6 separate regions of the Mus musculus genome follow, and all the other regions are linked to region 5. A link is a contact called in public promoter capture Hi-C data. All regions are on one chromosome and are shown on one strand. Each heading gives the region's core, a stretch centred on a gene start, on an enhancer-like site or on the middle of the called end of the contact. The rest is flanking DNA. Distances are from core to core; before and after follow the strand shown.

Region 1 (2,707 bases), core at 64-2,563, 2.6 Mb before region 5:
GGAGAAAGAGCAGGGATGGGAGGCGGGAGGGAGTGGGTGGGAAGGAATGGGGTTTATCAAATCCCCAGCAGACTGCCCAGAGGGCAGCAGCTGGCGCAAGGAACCTGGCTGGAGAGACTCTACTCAGGTGAGCGCAGAGTAGTACATAAAGCTAGTCCGCACTGCCATAAATGCGTGTACTCCTGCGGCGCTCCCTAGCTTCCAAGCTTGCGGTAGGGAAAGGGGCTGGCGGCCAGAAGCGGACTTTCGGAGATTTGAGTCGTGCATTGGAGAGCAGATCTAAGAGGCGAGGGTACAGGTCTAAACCTAGTCCTCACTGGAAGGGGATTGCAAGGCAGAAAGGTTCAGAATATGGAGTCGGGGTACTAGGGAGACACTGAAGCCTCCTTTCTACGAAGTCAGGCCCGAAACTTTGGCAAATTGCTCTTTATTTGGAGTTGAGTGGGTACCCCTATGGACAACCATCCCACCTTCACCTCGTCGCAGAGACTGGTCCGGGGAGAATCCAGTAAATTGGCAAGCCCTGGCGTGGATCCGGTGAAAGTGGCTAGATCACTTTCCCCTTTGGCCCGACTGAACTTCAATCCCTTTGGCAAGGCAGCGACCCACCCCCCTGGTTACCAGGACAACCACTATGTCTGCTTTGCCAAAGGAGGGCTCAGAAGCTGTACTAGGCCCCCTCCTCTAGACGGGCAAAACAAAAGGCGGGGCTTCCTTCTGACCGCAGACAGACTAGTGGAGGGAACCTGGGCTCAGCGAAGGCGGGTCATTAATGTTCCAAGAGGTTCTGGATCCACTCGTGTCAAAATCTCTTACACTAGACAAAGGGCCCACTTTGCTAGAGTCCATATTCAGACAGGTGGGATTGAATCCGCAGCTACCCCCAGTCAAGGCTTCAGCTATAAGCTTTTATTTCAAATGCCATTACCACCACTACCCCCTCATTCCGCTCGCGCCCGCCCCATCCAATGTTCTATCCCTTTAAGAGGCCAGCTGCAAAGAGTGGATTGTTCCACTGACGACAGATTGTGGGGGTAATATCTCAGGCTGGTTAGCTCTGGTGGCTAAAACCAGCGGGAATCCCCATTCCAGGAGGTATTCAATCTCAGATACATAACTATGTTCCTCTACAGAAGATCTAAGGGTCCTCGAACTCGAAACGCAGCACTGGCAAAAAGGAAGAGAAACACACCCTCCCTACGAGGCCGTAAATTCTGCCATCCACCCACCTCCGAGGCAGGATTCTTAAAGGGCCCGCGGGCCTCGGGGCGGAGCCAACAGAGGCTCGAGCTGGGGCAGTGCTTGGGCGAAGGGCCGGATCGGGCTTGGTTGGTACCAGGATGGCGGCGGCCCTGGCGTGGGTCCTGGTGGCGCCTGGTTCGAGGTGAGGGCGGGCGTCGCAAGCCTGGTGACTCTCTTCCTGTGAGATGGGCTCTGAATCTCTAGGGGCGCCCTCATAAGTGACCCAGGAACCCCACCCCCACCCGGCTGAACTCTGGCCCCACGTGCGGGGCGGGGGCGGGGTCCCGCACAAAGACCGGAGTGGAATACTCTTTACCCGGGACCCCTTGTGCTGGGAGGTGAGGGTGTGGGCCGGTCGCGAAGTGCTCACACAGATTCTTGGTGGCTGTGGTGGGAAGGGCAGGTCGGCGAGCACCGCGGTGGGAAGTCCGCTGCCCCTTTGTCCCCGGGGCGCCTCCTCCTATCCTAAGAGTGTCGGTGCCCGAGACTAAGTCCTGACGTTCTTGCTCTTCTGCTTGGCGCACATTGCACAGATACCAGTTCCTCTGCAGTGTACCTAACAGCTTCCCAGCTTCTGTATGCGTTGTGCCCCAAATGCTGTCTCTTCTCAGAATCAATTCTGAGTTCGTAATGAGGGTGGGGGACATGGGGTGTTCAGAGTGTTTTAAAACTATTTACTGTATGGTATACAGGCATGTAAGTGACTCTAGCAGTGAGTCGGTAGCCTAATCAGTCCCTTTTTCAGAAAGGACATGGACCTAAAGGAGATTCTTGCCCAACCACGGGCAGCTCCCTGCTCTAGAAAGAGCTCTGTGGTTTCGGTAAATTCCCTAAGGTCTTTTGCCTACCCATCAGCATCCTGCTATCTCCCAAACCTGTTACAGCCTCGGCCATCTGAGCAGGAGCATGGTGTGCCGCACAGTATGGGTTTGGGGAGTTTATGTGGGATGAAGGTGCGTACACATCTCTGGAATTTGCTAGACTGACTTGTTCTCTCTCACACTTTCTTCAGTTCCTGAGCTGCTACCAGGCAGGTAACACTTCCTGTAGCCCCCAGCATGCGGGCAGGACTAGGTCCCATCATCACACTGGCCCTAGTGCTGGAGGTAGCATGGGCCGGGGAGCTTAAGCCCACAGCGCCGCCCATCTTCACTGGCCGACCCTTTGTGGTAGCATGGAACGTGCCCACACAAGAATGTGCCCCACGCCACAAAGTGCCACTGGACCTTAGGGCCTTCGATGTGAAGGCTACACCGAATGAGGGTTTTTTCAACCAGAATATCACCACCTTCTACTACGACCGTCTAGGCCTGTATCCACGTTTTGATGCAGCCGGGACATCTGTGCATGGCGGTGTGCCTCAGAACGGCAGCCTCTGTGCACACCTGCCCATGCTGAAGGAATCTGTGGAACGCTACATCCAGACCCAGGAGCCTGGGGGGCTGGCAGTCATTGACTGGGAGGA
Region 2 (2,836 bases), core at 55-2,554, 2.3 Mb before region 5:
AAAATTCAGACTCAAAGTTTTTAGGGTCTCAATGCAGCTTAGGGCGCTTCAAACCTGACATCCTCCTGCCTCATCCTCCTAAACTTCAGGATTAAACTCCACTAAGCCTGGCAGTAGATTCAACCACTATGTTTCCTCAAGTTAGTATTTTAGTGCTAAGTTACTTTCCACATTGTCATTAGCTGTTGACACTTTCCCCTTTGATTCTCACAAGCTTAGTAATGTTAACTGTGACATATTTAGTCAACAGGAAGTTGAAAACTAACAATCCTAAGGCACAATCCAGAGTTCAGAAAATGACCTGGGTGATCAAGCGGATAAAAAAGAAAAAAAAAAAAACCTACTCCTTAACTTATATCCAATTAGTCTGAAATTAATAAGAATGCCTAGGGTGGGGGTGAGGGGGAGGAGAAAATATACAAACTACCTCAAGTATATGTGCTCTACAAATAAGGCCTTTTGTTTTTAATTAAGAAACGCAACCCCACACTTGAATTCATTAGCTCAACGTCAATTATAAAGTTAAAAGAAAAGCACATTATTAACAACGCCAAAAGGAATCTAAAGCACGAATATGTGGGAACATCACTCTCCTCCTACATTCGCCCAACCGGTACAGAACCCACCAGTCACCCTCGCCCACCTCCCGGTTCTACGGGCCCGTGGGCCAGGTTCTGAACTCTCGCACCTTCCTGGTTGGGTGTCTGGGTGGGCGGCCAAGGTTACTTGCAGGGCACAAGAGTTCCGTATCTAGTGATGTCTCTCAGGACAAGATCACAAACACAAGGGGAAAGAGAAAGAAATCTCTCCTGCAGCACCACAGAGCTGAGCGCCAGAACCGCTGCCACGCGCGGGTCCCTCGCCCCACAGCTGGCCGCTCCGCGCTGGGACCGGTAATTCTACAGCCGCCTCGGGCCCCGCCCCGGGCCCGCGACCGTTCCGGGGCGTTCCTGCCGCGAGCGGCGCCTCCCGCGACACACGACTGTTTTCGCAAGCGAGCGAGGCCGCGGCCGCCCCGTGTCTTCGAAGCCACGGCTGCTAGGCCGCGCGGGCCCGCGATTTCCAGAGCCGCCAGGCCCGCTGACCCCGTCCCAGAAGCTCGGGCACGCCCTCTCTCCTAGCCTGGGCCCTTACCAAAGCAGCGTAGCCGCCGCGGCCCGCTTCTCCTCCTCCTCAGAGGCCGCCACGGACCCAGCGTCCCGGAGACCGGAACTTCCTCCCGGTGGGCTCCGGCTTCCACAAAGGCGTCGCGCCACCGCCTTCAGCGCTGGGCCCGCCGGGAGATGAAGTACGGCCGCAAATCCCGCGGCCTCCTCTCCCGCCGTGCCCTGCGCGCAGCGGCTTTGACGGCTGGTGGAGCTGCTGCCCAATGGAAAGGCACGCTGTTAGCCACTGCCCAATTAGAAGGCACGCTTCTCCGCAGGGCCTGCCGGGAGTTATGGTTTGGCTTCAGTGCTGTCACTGCTTCTCTGGTGTTTTCCTCGCAAGTGTGCAAGGGGTCCGGGTGGCTTAGACAGCCTAGTGACACACCCTGCCAGGTGCTGGGGGACGGTCCTGCCTTGCCCCTTGGGAAAGAGAGAGATTGTCAGTTCGGGTGCAGAAAATGGGAGGAGATCTTTCCGGTCTTATTCCGTTACGGCAAAGGGCTGCTGGCTTTTCGGCTACATAAATAAGACCCCTTCTACCTAAGTCCAGAGAATAAATGCAAAAGTACTGCTTGAGTTGAAGTATTAGGACCCAAAGACTCGTCCTTTTTTACCTTCCGACAGACTTCTGGTCAAACACTCCAGGCGGAAATCATCCGTGTAAAAAGGTTCAGTAGCTCAACCCATTAAAAAAAAATAATAAAACTTGTTTCTACAGGTCCCGCTAGCTCTAGGCAATAAATGTAGACACGCGTGACTCGCCACAAAAACTGCACATCGTAATTCTAACGGAAAGAAAGCAAAGTAACTGTTGATACGCAACCTCTTCCAGAATCTTCCAGCTAATGATCTACCTGACTCCCAAGTTCTCAGGTAGATTGTCTATATTGTGAGGGGTTTGCTTATCCCAGCCACCTGGTGCCTTGTGTGTATGCCCTGGCGATATATGATATTGTAGCCTAATTCGATTCTTCAAGGTCAAAGAAAGACACTTGGAGAAACAGTTCATCAGTTAAAAACACTGGTTGCTCTCCAGAGGTTCAATTCCCAAAAACTACGTGGCGGTTCACAATCCTCTGTTCCTTCAGTTCAAAGAGATCCAATGCTCTTTTCTAGCCTCTGAGGGGACTGTACATATGTGACAAATAAAATATCAATAAATGCTGCTGCCATAAATGCCCACTGGAAAAAGCTGGGCATGGAGACAGGAAGTGATGGTGCAATACTTTAATCCCTCCACTCCAGAGGCAGAAACAGATGTACCTTTGAGTTCAAGGCAAGCCTGTTCTACAGAGTGAGTTCTAGTACAGTCTGGGCTACAAAAAGGAACCCCTGTGTGATGGTTTGCATATGCTCAGCTCAGGGAGTGGCACTATTAGAAGTTGTGACCCTGTTGGAGTAGGTGTGTCACTGTGGGTGTAGGCAATAAGATTCTTATCCTAGCTGCCTGGAAGTCAGTATTCTGCTAGCAGCTTTCAGGTAAAGATGTAGAACTCTCAGCTCCTCCTAAGTCATGTCTTCCTGGATGCCATGTTCCTGCCTTGAGGATAATGAACTGAACCTCTAAACCTGTAAACCAGCCCCAATTAAATGTTGTAATTTCTAAGACTTGCTTTGGTCATGGTGTCTGTTCACAACAGTAAAAACCTAAGACAGAAGTTGGTACCAGAGACTGGGGTATTGCAGTGACA
Region 3 (2,700 bases), core at 76-2,575, 2.6 Mb before region 5:
CTGAGTGCTGGGATTAAAGGTGGGCGCTGGAATGCCTGGCCACACTTAGATTTTTAACTTTTTGTTTGTTTGTTTTTTTATTTTTATTTTTTGGCGGTCAGTACGAGGTGGAGCTAAGACGGGCTGTTATAAAGCACAGAGTGGCCTGGAACTTCCTGATTTGAACTTCTGATTCTCCTGCCTTGGTCTCCTGAGTTAGTTAATTAGGATTATAGATTTATGTTCCCACACCCCACGTATGCAGTCCTGGGGACTGAAGCCAAGGCTCTGTGCATGCTAGACAGGCAAGTTCTCAGCTATGAGCACTGCTCTGGCCTATAAACCGAAAGAACTAGAATCAGGTAAGATGGATATAATATATTGGGACAGGAGCAAAAATTGCTCTGTATTAGATGGCCAAGGAGGATCTGAGTGACTGAGCCTTGAAGGAGTAAGACTATTCCAGAAGAAATAAGGCAAGGGCCCAAACATGGTGGCGCATGCTTGTGATGCTAACACTAAGGAGGCTGACACAAGTGAATTAGTTCAAAGACAGCTTGGACTATACAGAGTTAAAGCCAGCCTGGCTGACATAGTCAAACCCTGTCTCAGAAAGCCTGTAGGAGGAACTCAGGGAAAGCTCATGAGGTTGGGACGTGGAAAACAAGCACGGTGGTGCACGCCTCAATCCACAACACTGGGGAAGCCGACCAAGAAGAAGGAAAGCTTAAACCAGCCCTGGCTCTATAGCGAGCTCCGTGTCGGTCTTGGCTATATAATGAGAATCCATCTCAAAGAGAGGATGGGGTTCTGGGGAGATGGCTCACACACAAACGTTTTTAAAATAAAAGAGAATGGGACAAAAAAAATGAAGCACGTGGGTAGGAGAGAGGGCGGGAGGAAGGTTCTTCCTGGTAAGCCGCTGTGGTCTGGTATTTTGGGAGCCAGCGCCATTCTGGAGGGAGGTATGTTAGGTGCACATCATTAGGACTCCTGGCTGCGGGCCTGAGCCTGGTAACGCATGCCTTAATTTCAGCACTAGAAAGACAGAGCACACAGAGGCCAGTGGAACCCTTTGATTTGAAGGCCAGCTCGGTATAAATAGGAAGTTCCACGCCAGCCTATGTCATAAAAACGAAAAACTGAAAGACTCAGCTGCTGAGACCGCGGTAGCTACCCTATTGAGGGGCTAAGACAGTGCAGCTGCAGGAGTTGCACACTCACAGCTGTGCAAGCCCTGGGGAGGTGTGGCGAGTGGGTCTGGCATCTGGGGCTGCTTATTGGCGGTGAGGTAGGCGTGGCAAGAGCGGTATCGAGACAAAACTACGCAGGCGCCAAGCTCCCTCGTTTCCATGGCGACGACGACTCAAGCGCTTCAACGGCTTGGCAACTGCCCTGTCCCAAGACTTTGGTCCTACCGCTGGACTCTGTAGTCCTAAGTGTTTCAGTTTTCCCTATTCGGGTTGCTTCCCAAAACCAAAGGAATCTTAGCCCCTGGCATGGGTGACCTGGAACTGCTGCTGCCTGGGGAGGCTGAGGTGCTGGTGCGGGGCCTGCGCAGCTTCCAGCTTCGGGAGATGGGCTCTGAAGGGTGAGGCAGCCGCCACAGGTGGAGTCACTGGTCTTTTAGTGGAGGAGCTTGGAACTGACATTGGAGAAGGGGTTGCCAGTGTGGAGGGGCCTCCAGGTGGGTAGGCAAAGCTCTCTGAGATAGAAGCGTATGGCCCCCGTGCCCCTCTGGCCCCAGGACAGGATCATGGTAGTCTTCAGTAGGATCCAACCCCACCCTCACTCCCGTTGCACATCTGGTCACCCAATGTACATACATCCCTTCGGGGGCAGGTGGAATAAGCAGCATGAGAGCCTGGAGAAGCTGAACATGCAAGCCATCCTTGATGCAACTATCAGCCAGGCTGAGCCCATCCAGGAACTGCTAATCAACCATGGGAAGGTACGTCCAGGTCCCAGGCAGGATTCCTGCCTTCTATTGTACCTCTTGGGGACACTAGGCAGCACCTGTTCTTCCTTCAGGCCTGGTACACCTAAGTGGGAAAGAAAAATATGTTTGTTTTATTTTGAGATAAGGTGTTGATCTGTAGCCCAGATGGCCATTAGCCTAACTGTGTCTGCCTCCCAAGTGCCGGGGCTGCAGGCATGCCTCGCTGTACCTGGCTGGCTACATTTCCTATTGTACCCTCAGTGGATGCGAGAGTGGATGGAGCCATGGATCCTAGGCTCCAGGGGGAGTGCTCAAGTGCTGACATGAGCCTGAATTGACTGTAAGGCCAAAGAGATCCTCTCTAAGGAGGAAGTGAGGCTTTCCAAATGGGGAAGGTAGCACACTAGGAGAAAGTAGAAGCCGGGAAAGATGCCTGGCTGGAGGCTGGGCCAAGGGCGGCCCTAGTTCTCCTGCAAGAGAAAGGCAGAGCTGGGTAGCAGGGATTGGTCTAGGAACAGGGCTCAGTAAAGGGCTGAAGTAAGAGTAAGGCCAGGTGACAAAGACCAGAATAAGGACAGGAAGAGCAGAGCTGCCCTAAAGTGGGGTATCCCTGGACGGAGGGTGGGGTAAGGTGCAAGAGGGCAATGGCAGTAAAGGCCATTCAGAGGAAACCCAAGAGAGTTGGAGACTTAAGACAGGCTAAAGCTGGGACAGGAAAGCTGAGGGACCAAGGCAGGGCCATTTCACCCCTGCTTCTCCCCCGTCCTCCGCAGATCCCAACG
Region 4 (2,700 bases), core at 103-2,602, 2.8 Mb before region 5:
ATACCTCTAGGGAACCTTGAATATGATGTGATAAGTGGTTCTCCATCGTCTGTCCAGGGTGGGTCAGCTTATGAGCAAAGCTTGCCCCTTTCCACAAGAGGCCACCAACTCAACTCAAGGGGCCCAGTAGTCAAAAAACACCCTAAGAGGCTCATGGTCCCACCTCAGCGGGCAGGGGCCATGAGGAGGACAACCCTGCACTGAGCCTAAGGAAAACTTAGCCGCATCCCCATAGAAGGAGCTACCTGCAGGGGATAACTAAGAATTTAAGAGCATCCTTTGGGCCTAAACACAAAGCCCAAGCCAGAACCAGAGCGCACAGCCACACCCTCCTGCCTTCCGGGTACAACAGCTCTACTCACATTGACTCCTCCCCTCGCTCTTTGGGACACACCCTCAGTTTAGGTAGGTCAGCCTGTTTCCGTGTATGTGAGGCTAAGAGGACCACGAGTCTGACGCTAGAGGAAGAGTTTGAAAATAAAACAAGATGCCATGTGTAGATGTTTAATAGAGACCCCGGACACAGATACATCCACAGGTTTCTGCTGTTGGACCCTCCATGTCACCCTAGCCCTCAGAGAGATGGGTCACTAACCTTCAGGGCACACTTCTGGCCAGAGCGCCGATGGTAGCACTCCAGTACCTTGCCGTTCACACCCAGACCCAGCACTTGCTTGGACAACTGGTAGTCATCAGTCACCGCGTACTTCTTGGGTTCCCGTCGCACACCTGGGGCCGGAGCACCACCCAAGGCGGACCCGCCGAGCGCACCTGGCGGGGGCACAAGACTCCCCTTCTCCCCTGCTGTCTCGCCATCCATGGCCCCCACGGGGCGCTCGGAGGTAGCCCCAGCCTGGCGCGTCCAGAGGCACCTGAAGGAAAGGGAAAGAGTCACTCCCCACCGGGACTTTTTGGACACACCCCAGCTTTGGTTTCTCCAGAACTAGATTGACTGGGCTCCTGGCCCAAGACAAGCTGGAAACTGCCTGAGAGTACTTACGTACAGCAGGGGGAGGTGATCCCTCAGCCCAGGCACGTGTCAAATTAGGAAGGAGTCCGGCGCTGTATAGCAACAAGGTCTTGAGAACCAGCCATACAGAGACCCAAGAAAGGCGGACCAGGCGAAGGCGCACTTGGTGGCAAAGCACTACACGAAAATCATGGTGCAGGCGAGAGTGGGCAAGAGATAGTGATCCCTGGAGTCCGCTGAGGACCGGAGCCCTGGACCCAGAGTCTCGCCGCCCGCGTCCCACGTGACCCCCCACCCCCGCTTCTCGTCGCGTCATTCAGACTTGGGGCCCCGCTAGGTCAACCTTAAAGGGCCAGGCTAGTCCGGGTTGGGCAGGCCAGGGCAGAGCCCCTGGCAGACTCCGCCTCTGAGTCGAGACAAAATGGGGCGTGGCCTCGTCAAGTTCACTGTAACTTTCGCAGCGCCCTGGGACACCGCTAGGAGCTCCTTCAACTGTTGTACCAGCCTCCTCGGATTTTATCTGTGATCTAGAAAAGTTACAGCGCAAGACATTTTGTTTCTCTTGCGGGCTCTTGAGTGAAGTGTTCTTTTTGCTAGCTGCCAGGGGGCGTTTTAGACTCCCAAAATTTCCAGGTAGCTAAGTGTTTCAGAATTCAACTTTTTGAATGTTTAGTCAGCGTGCCCTGGGAATTGGCATGTTGTTGTCTAACCCGCCACTCATTTCCTGGTTTAGGGCATCTGTCTAACAACTGGCTAGCTTTCCTTTCTATGCACTTCCTGACTAACCTTTTGACTTTGCAATTCACTTGTCATTCCAAATAAATGTATTGGGCCACATTCATACTTCCCTGGACCACTTACAGCCCGTAGCCGTAAGTTGAACACACTTGGGACGCTCTTGAATCAGAAATCTCGATTTCCCATTTGGTCAGCTGCATCAACTTTTCACCTCGTGATTTGAGCTTTAGGTTCTAAGAATCTCAACTAATAAAAGTTCAAGTTCTGGCCATGGTGATGAACACCTGTAATTGCAGCGCGAGGAAGGCTTAGGCGGGAGGATTGTGAGGCTAACCTAGGTTACATCGTGAGGCTATGTTTTTAAAAAATAAAATTAGCTGGGCATAGTGGCCTATGCCTTTAATCCCAGCGCTCTGAAAGCAGAAAAAGACGGACCTCAGTGAGTTCGAACCAGCCTGGTCTGCAAAGAGAGTTCCAGGACAGCCAGAGAAACTCTGTCTCGAAAAACCAATCAATCTTTTGTTTTGTTTTTGTTGTTTTTTGGTTTTTTGAGACAGGGTTTCTCTGTGTAGCCCTGGCTGTCCTGGAACTCACTCTGTAGGCCAGGCTGGCCTTGAATTTAGAAATCCGCCTGCCTCTGCCTCCCAAGTGCTGGGATTAAAGGCGTGCGCCACCACGCCCGGCTCAATCAATCAGCCTTAACATTAAAATCCATTTCTTCCATCCAATTCCTCTATTCGCTTTAAATTTTTCCCTTCTGCACTTAGACCTTCACCTTTTAGCCTATCATAGATATTTTGAGCCAACTTTCCCACAAGTCTACAGAGCAGGCGGCGCCACAGGCAAGCCCTCTGAGCAGGTCTCTGCTGCCATCTACAGACTATATTCAGAACTGCAGCCACCCGGACCTCTGTCCCACCCAAAGGAGGCTGTGTCCGGCCTTCCACCACAACACACACAAAGATGCCTGGGCTGCACTCTGCAACTGTCAG
Region 5 (2,857 bases), core at 50-2,549:
TGAATTTAGGTCGTCACTATTGGCATTACCCGCTGAGCCATTTCACTGCCCTGCTCCATTTTGTTGTTGAGACAGGGTCTCTGTATGTAGTCTTGGAACTCACTATGGTAACAAGCTGGCCTAAAAGTCAGCGACCTCCTGAGTGCTAGGATTACTACCACCCAGAATTAGGTATGGGTGATGTATGTGTGCCACAGTACACAGTCAGGGTGTAACTTCGTGAAGAATTTCACCTTCTACTTTTATGAGAATTCTGGGGTTCCAACTCAGGTTGCCAAGCTTTTTAAGAACTGAGCCAAATACATAACCTGAGACAACTAGTCTCTTTTGTTTGTTCAGGCAGGGAGGGTTTCCTGTAGCCCTGGTTGTCCTGGCTTTCAAGCTCTATGTACATCAGGCAGGCCTGGAACTCAGAAAACCTCCTGCTTCTACCTTATGGGATTAAAGGCGTGCACACTACATCTTCTAGGCTATCTCCATTTTTTTTTAAGGTCTATAAACTCATCACACCTCCTCACTTGGAGCTTCGTGAACATATCATGTTCACGTTTCCAATACAGCCAATACATTGTTTACAATGTAAACTTTCAGCCTTCATATAGCCTTCAAATGTAGATAAAGCGTCCAGTTCCCAACGCGGATGATAAAAACACCAGGTTGAAGAGAGAGCTACAAAAAAAACCGTTGGGTAATTGTGATCACTTGTTCACTCAGGGACTGGTTTTCTGGAATACTTTTAAAGTGATGAATTTGAGAGAGTGCGAATCACAAAGGAAGATAATGTCCAGGTCGCAGAAGTAGCTGGAGCTAGGCCGACTAAGCAGAAACCATCTGATGTGGTTCGAGAAACATTAATGAAGCCCCAAGAAAGACTAGGTCTTTAATGCAGGTCCCCAAACCGACGCGGCCTCCGGGACTAGCAGGAATTGCTTACTAGCGCTCGGGGGCGGGTACGCGGGGGGGTGGGGTGGGGTGGGGCTCGGCTCGCACTGCACACCCTAGACCGCTTTTTCTAGTAGAGATACAGAACCTCCTTGAGATTGTTGACCGCCTAACGAATAGACAAACGGGGCCCGGAAGAGTCATTCGTAGTGTCTACCAACAGCAGAGGCTGAGGCTCAGTTCCGAGAGACCAGAGGAAAAGGCGGGCAGCCTCAGTCCGTAGGGGACTACCGGCGTGCTGCGCATGCGTACGCCCGCTCTCAGTGCCTGTTCGTTGCAGCTTTAGGGTCCAGAAGGGGCGTGGCCGCGCCTCGGCGCCGGAAGAGGGTTGGCTGGGCGGGGCTAGGAGGAGGAGGAGGAGGTGGCATCTGCGCGCGCGCGCGCGGGTGCGAACGGGAAACGCCGCGAGGGCCAGGCTAGGCCGGGCGGTAGACACGACGGACGGTGACTATGGCCGCGACAGCGGGTGGCGGTCCGGGAGCAGCAGCAGGCGCCGTGGGTGCAGGGGGTGCGGCGGCGGCCTCCGGGCTGGCCGTGTACCGGAGGAAGGACGGGGGCCCGGCCAGCAAGTTTTGGGAGAGCCCGGACACGGTGTCCCAGCTAGATTCGGTGCGAGTCTGGCTGGGCAAGCACTACAAGAAGGTGGGTTCGCGCGCGCCCGTGGGGACCGAGGAGCCACGCGACGGGGGCTGATGGTGGCTGCCCGCTTCGCATGTCTGGGGCCGCCCCTCCCCCCCCCCCTCCGCGCGCCACGAGGGACAACAAAGGCCGGCTCGGCGCTTGCCACGCCCCCGCGGGCGACTAGGCACGCGGCGACCTGGCCCCAGCTGCTGGCTCTCTGGGGCCCACGTACTCGCGTGGGAAGCCCCATCTCACTCTCTCTTATGTGCAGGAGAGGTGGAACTGGACAGAGTCGCAGAGCGTGTGTTTCTGTTCTTTTGTTAGCTGCCTTAGGTGTGTGAACAAAGAGCCCATCCTAATAAAAGTATCTTGAAGTTTTGTTTAGAGACCAGTTGTTGAGCGTCTAGGTAACTAAGGGCTTGCTACCCTATGTGGATTAGTAGGGGACCTTGGATGACTGGCCTTGTGGATTCATGTAGGTTTAAACCTTGTATTGTACAATTGATATAGAACTATTAAAAGTGTTGGTTTTCCACTTCATTGTACTTTAGGTGGTGTGTAAGGATGTGAGTACAAGCGAGAGTTAGGTTTTTTTGTTTGTTTGTTTTGTTTTTCGTAGCCCTGGCTGTCCTGGAACTCACTTTGTAGACCAGGCTGGCCTCGAACTCAGAAATCCTCCTGCCTCTGCCTCCCAAGTGCTGGGATTAAAGGCATGCGCCACCACACCTGGCGAGAGCTTAGTTTTTATCATATATATATTTTTTGCAATGTTAATTTTTTTGGGAAAAGTGTGTTTCCCGTACTTTAGAATGCAAATTCTGCTGAGTCAGTTGTTTTACAAAAGTCGTGAATTAACCCTTTGTTGACACTTTAAAAAGAATTACAACTATTTACTTTGGAGGGGTACACACAACTCCTGTTTTCATGTCCACTTAAGCAAATCAATTCTCCTCGAACACCATACTGGTCCAGGAATTGAACTTAGATACTTTTTTTTTTTTCAGAGACAGGGTTTCTCTGTATAGCCCTGGCTGTCCTGGAACTCACTTTGTAGACCAGGCTGGCCTCGAACTCAGAAATCAGCCTGCCTCTGCCTCCCAAGTGCTGGGATCAAAGGCATGGGCCACCCGGCTTGAATTTAGATCTTGATGCTTGTGACAAGTGCTTTTACCCATGTGTTTCCACCTCACTGGCCCCAATAATACCTCTAGTAAAATTTCACCTTTATATAAATGTTGAAAAATGAATCCCTTAGTTGATATGATGAAACATCCAAAACACTTCCTCTACTCTT
Region 6 (2,773 bases), core at 31-2,530, 2.4 Mb before region 5:
TGACTAAAAAGAGGAAGGAAAAGGAGGCTGTCAACACTAAGTCATAATTGTGTTAAGAAGCAGGAAGATGAAGGTCACTTTAACATATTAAGATCATATATTCAATAAGAAACTCAAGAAGGGTGAAGGCTTTAGACACCTTGGACACTCCCACTACAATTACAAAGCAAAAAGCTCCTGATTTTCATAACCAAAGCAACGCTATTTATTGAGATGGACAATGATTAAAGCATTCATCCAACTGTCTTCGTTAATATAAAATTCAACACTAAAATTGTAACACGATCTCAAATTTTTCTGACAAAAACTTAGAAGCTGGAATGCTGATCTGATTGAAATTTACATATATAACACATCGCCTGATCTCAATTTATTTCAGTAAGACAAGACCAAACCTTGACTCGGCTTAATATCTGTGTATCAATAACACCTATGTCTTGGACCAGCCCTGATCGACAACAGGCCACCGAGTGACCCACAGCCTTTCCCCGGCCGATTGGCCGTAATAAAACATCACACAGCTATGATGCCTGTGATGTCCCAGAAACTATAGTTACTGCCATTTCTAGAATCTGGTCTTTTAAAGCAAGCACTTAACAAACATTCGTTGACTTAAAAAATAAGAGACATCTAGTGGGTCAAGTTCCGGGGTCGAACGGCTACGGCTGTCCCTTGTTTTCGCCCGAGATGCCCGCACCCACCTCCCAGGGAGGTTGCCCATGCCCACCTCCGCGGGGTATCGCAGCCGAGATGGCGGCGCAACTGAATCCGGCATTCAGTCCATCTTTCTTATCTTCCATCCATCCCTCCCCACACCCATTCCCAACCACCTTTCGCACAGCGAGATTCAGTTGGAGACTCAGGGCGATGATGGCTTAAGAGACTGCCAGGCGCTCCACAGCTCCGCACGACAGGGGATTCGGGACAACGTCCCAGCAAGAGACAAACAACTCCAAAGAGGCGGGTCGAGGACCGGGCTAGGGGGCAACCTATGAAAGCCAGCAGAGCCAGAGGCGAGGAGGGGCGCGGCCCTCAAGCGCTTGCTTAGTTTAGTCTCTTCAAAGACTCGGCTGAGCGGTCACCTCTGGCGGCTGACAGGCAGACTTAAGGGACAGCACCAATTGCAAAATCACTGGGGTGTAATGGACGGCAGCCGCACTCACCCCCACAGAGGGAACAAAGCAGGAGCAGTAGCGGCTCTGCGCCCCAGAACCTCCTACAAGGTTCGGCCGCTCCACAAAATGGCGTCTCCACCGACCGTCTTCTCCTACCCACAGTCCCTCGCGCGTCGACCTTCCCCCACCTCCCATCCTACCCGCCTCTCCAGAGGCGTCCAATCAGCGAGGGTGCCGGTCTGCGCGAGGGCTGCCGGGAAGTGTGGTCGCCCAGGCAGCCTGTCACTATACCCTGCGTTAATTTTTTTGCGTATTTCATCTGCTCCATGACAAAGCTGCCATTCAGCTTCTGAGAACCCGGATGTGAACTTTACCAGCGCTTGACACACTGTAAAACGTATAATCCAGTTCGTAGAGAAGGCATACTACGGATTACTTCCCTAGTCGTTTTACAAACATACAGAGCTAATAATTCGGTAAACTGGAAACTGAACTAGCTTGTTTTCAGAAGCCATGCCAGCACTAGAATATGAACTCCAGAACAATAGGGATATTTTGTTGTAAGACCCTGCCACAAGCAAACAAAACAACAATAAAACCAAGCCTGTGAGATAGCCTCATCAGGTAAGGCTTACTGCCAAGCCTAAAACCCTGAGTTCCATCCCTGCAATTCACAGGATGGAAAGAGAACCACGCATGAGAGTAGTCTTCTGATGTGGCAAACATGGATGTGTGTTCAAATACACCAACAATAAGTAAATGCAAAGCAGCCCAAATTCAAACCAAATCATCACCCAACTACACATTAAAAAAAAAAATCCAACAAAACAGACAAAACCCTAGAGGTTCCCCCCCCCCCTCTCTCTGCTTTTTGTGGAGATATTGTCATCCAGTTGCCATAACTTGTCCTCTGCATATGTAGTTATTAGGGAGCAGATTTCCCTCATTTTTTTTTTTAATTTTTCTTCCCTTCCCTCCCTTTTGTTTTCTTTAGAAAGGGTCTCTATAGTTCTGGTTAGCCTGGAATTCACAATGTAGACTGACCAAGATCCATCTCCTTAGTGTGGGACTGTTTCTGACCCTCCAGTTTTCACCTCCTTCTGGGATTACAAGTCTGATAAGAATAACGGTGTGCAGGAATTAGGGTGACTGAAACTGGCTAGAAATGCCTGATAACACAGCTGAAGGAACACATACTCAACATCTTTCTTTTGTATCTATGTATTCTCAGTATACAATTATGTAAATGTTAAGATATGCCCAATTATGGTTGAGTATATATAACACACTTAACCGCAGAAAATATACATTTGTCTGCAGATCATAGAAACCACTTATAGCAGGGTGTGGTGATCCATGCCTATAATCCCAGAGGTAATTGGATCTCTGAGTTCAAGGCCAGCCTGGTCTAAAAAGGTGAGTTCCAGGAAAGCCAGGGTGATATAAAGAACTCACTCACTGGTTGCTGGGATTAAAGGTGAGCCACCATGCTGCCAATTCAATTTTAAACTCAAAAGCTACTCCCCTATCCCTAGACAGATTCCATCCAGGGATGAATGGCATCCTCTCAATTGTGTCTGTCTGTTGAGTAGAATTGTTTTTGTGAGTAGATGGACTATATATCCTAGGCTATCTGGTAGTCGATGTACCAAAGACAA

Evidence for each region. Promoter capture Hi-C pulls out the DNA fragments that hold promoters and counts their contacts.
Region 1: a promoter capture Hi-C map of pre-B cells shows a contact between it and region 5, with 3 times the contacts expected there. The contact joins the promoter of Hyal2 here to the promoter of Smarcc1 in region 5. A contact is called at or near these places in 3 of 39 promoter capture datasets (the C10 cell line, liver and pre-B cells) and 1 of 9 other capture datasets (adipose tissue).
Region 2: a contact with region 5 is called in a promoter capture Hi-C map of pre-B cells, with 8 times the contacts expected there. The contact joins the promoter of Rbm6 here to the promoter of Smarcc1 in region 5. A contact is called at or near these places in 2 of 39 promoter capture datasets (liver and pre-B cells).
Region 3: a promoter capture Hi-C map of pre-B cells shows a contact between it and region 5, with 2.9 times the contacts expected there. The contact joins the promoter of Zmynd10 here to the promoter of Smarcc1 in region 5. A contact is called at or near these places in 3 of 39 promoter capture datasets (erythroid cells, liver and pre-B cells) and 1 of 115 datasets of contacts at active chromatin or transcription factors (large pre-B cells).
Region 4: a promoter capture Hi-C map of pre-B cells shows a contact between it and region 5, with 3 times the contacts expected there. The contact joins the promoter of Mapkapk3 here to the promoter of Smarcc1 in region 5. A contact is called at or near these places in 1 of 39 promoter capture datasets (pre-B cells) and 1 of 484 Hi-C or Micro-C datasets (CD4 T cells).
Region 6: a promoter capture Hi-C map of pre-B cells shows a contact between it and region 5, with 9 times the contacts expected there. The contact joins the promoter of Rbm5 here to the promoter of Smarcc1 in region 5. A contact is called at or near these places in 4 of 39 promoter capture datasets (the C10 cell line, hippocampal neurons, liver and 1 more) and 1 of 9 other capture datasets (adipose tissue).

What each region holds. Positions count from the first base shown.
Region 1 is chr9:107,567,850-107,570,556 of GRCm38.p6, forward strand. It overlaps Hyal2 (hyaluronoglucosaminidase 2), which reads left to right and starts at 1,314. Exons shown (of 4, transcript NM_010489.2): 1 at 1,314-1,384; 2 at 2,255-2,707. The coding sequence starts at 2,301.
Region 2 is chr9:107,871,515-107,874,350 of GRCm38.p6, forward strand. It overlaps Rbm6 (RNA binding motif protein 6), which reads right to left and starts at 1,305. Exons shown (of 21, transcript NM_011251.3): 1 at 1,135-1,305.
Region 3 is chr9:107,545,979-107,548,678 of GRCm38.p6, forward strand. Zmynd10 (zinc finger, MYND domain containing 10) reads left to right here and starts at 1,326. Exons shown (of 12, transcript NM_053253.4): 1 at 1,326-1,570; 2 at 1,822-1,930; 3 at 2,692-2,700. The coding sequence starts at 1,479. Gm34106 (predicted gene, 34106) reads right to left here. Exons shown (of 2, transcript NR_168657.1): 2 at 1,590-2,021.
Region 4 is chr9:107,288,525-107,291,224 of GRCm38.p6, forward strand. It overlaps Mapkapk3 (mitogen-activated protein kinase-activated protein kinase 3), which reads right to left and starts at 1,353. Exons shown (of 11, transcript NM_178907.3): 1 at 1,001-1,353; 2 at 596-872. The coding sequence starts at 820.
Region 5 is chr9:110,130,725-110,133,581 of GRCm38.p6, forward strand. Smarcc1 (SWI/SNF related, matrix associated, actin dependent regulator of chromatin, subfamily c, member 1) reads left to right here and starts at 1,300. Exons shown (of 28, transcript NM_009211.2): 1 at 1,300-1,584. The coding sequence starts at 1,393.
Region 6 is chr9:107,769,722-107,772,494 of GRCm38.p6, forward strand. It overlaps Rbm5 (RNA binding motif protein 5), which reads right to left and starts at 1,281. Exons shown (of 25, transcript NM_148930.3): 1 at 1,164-1,281.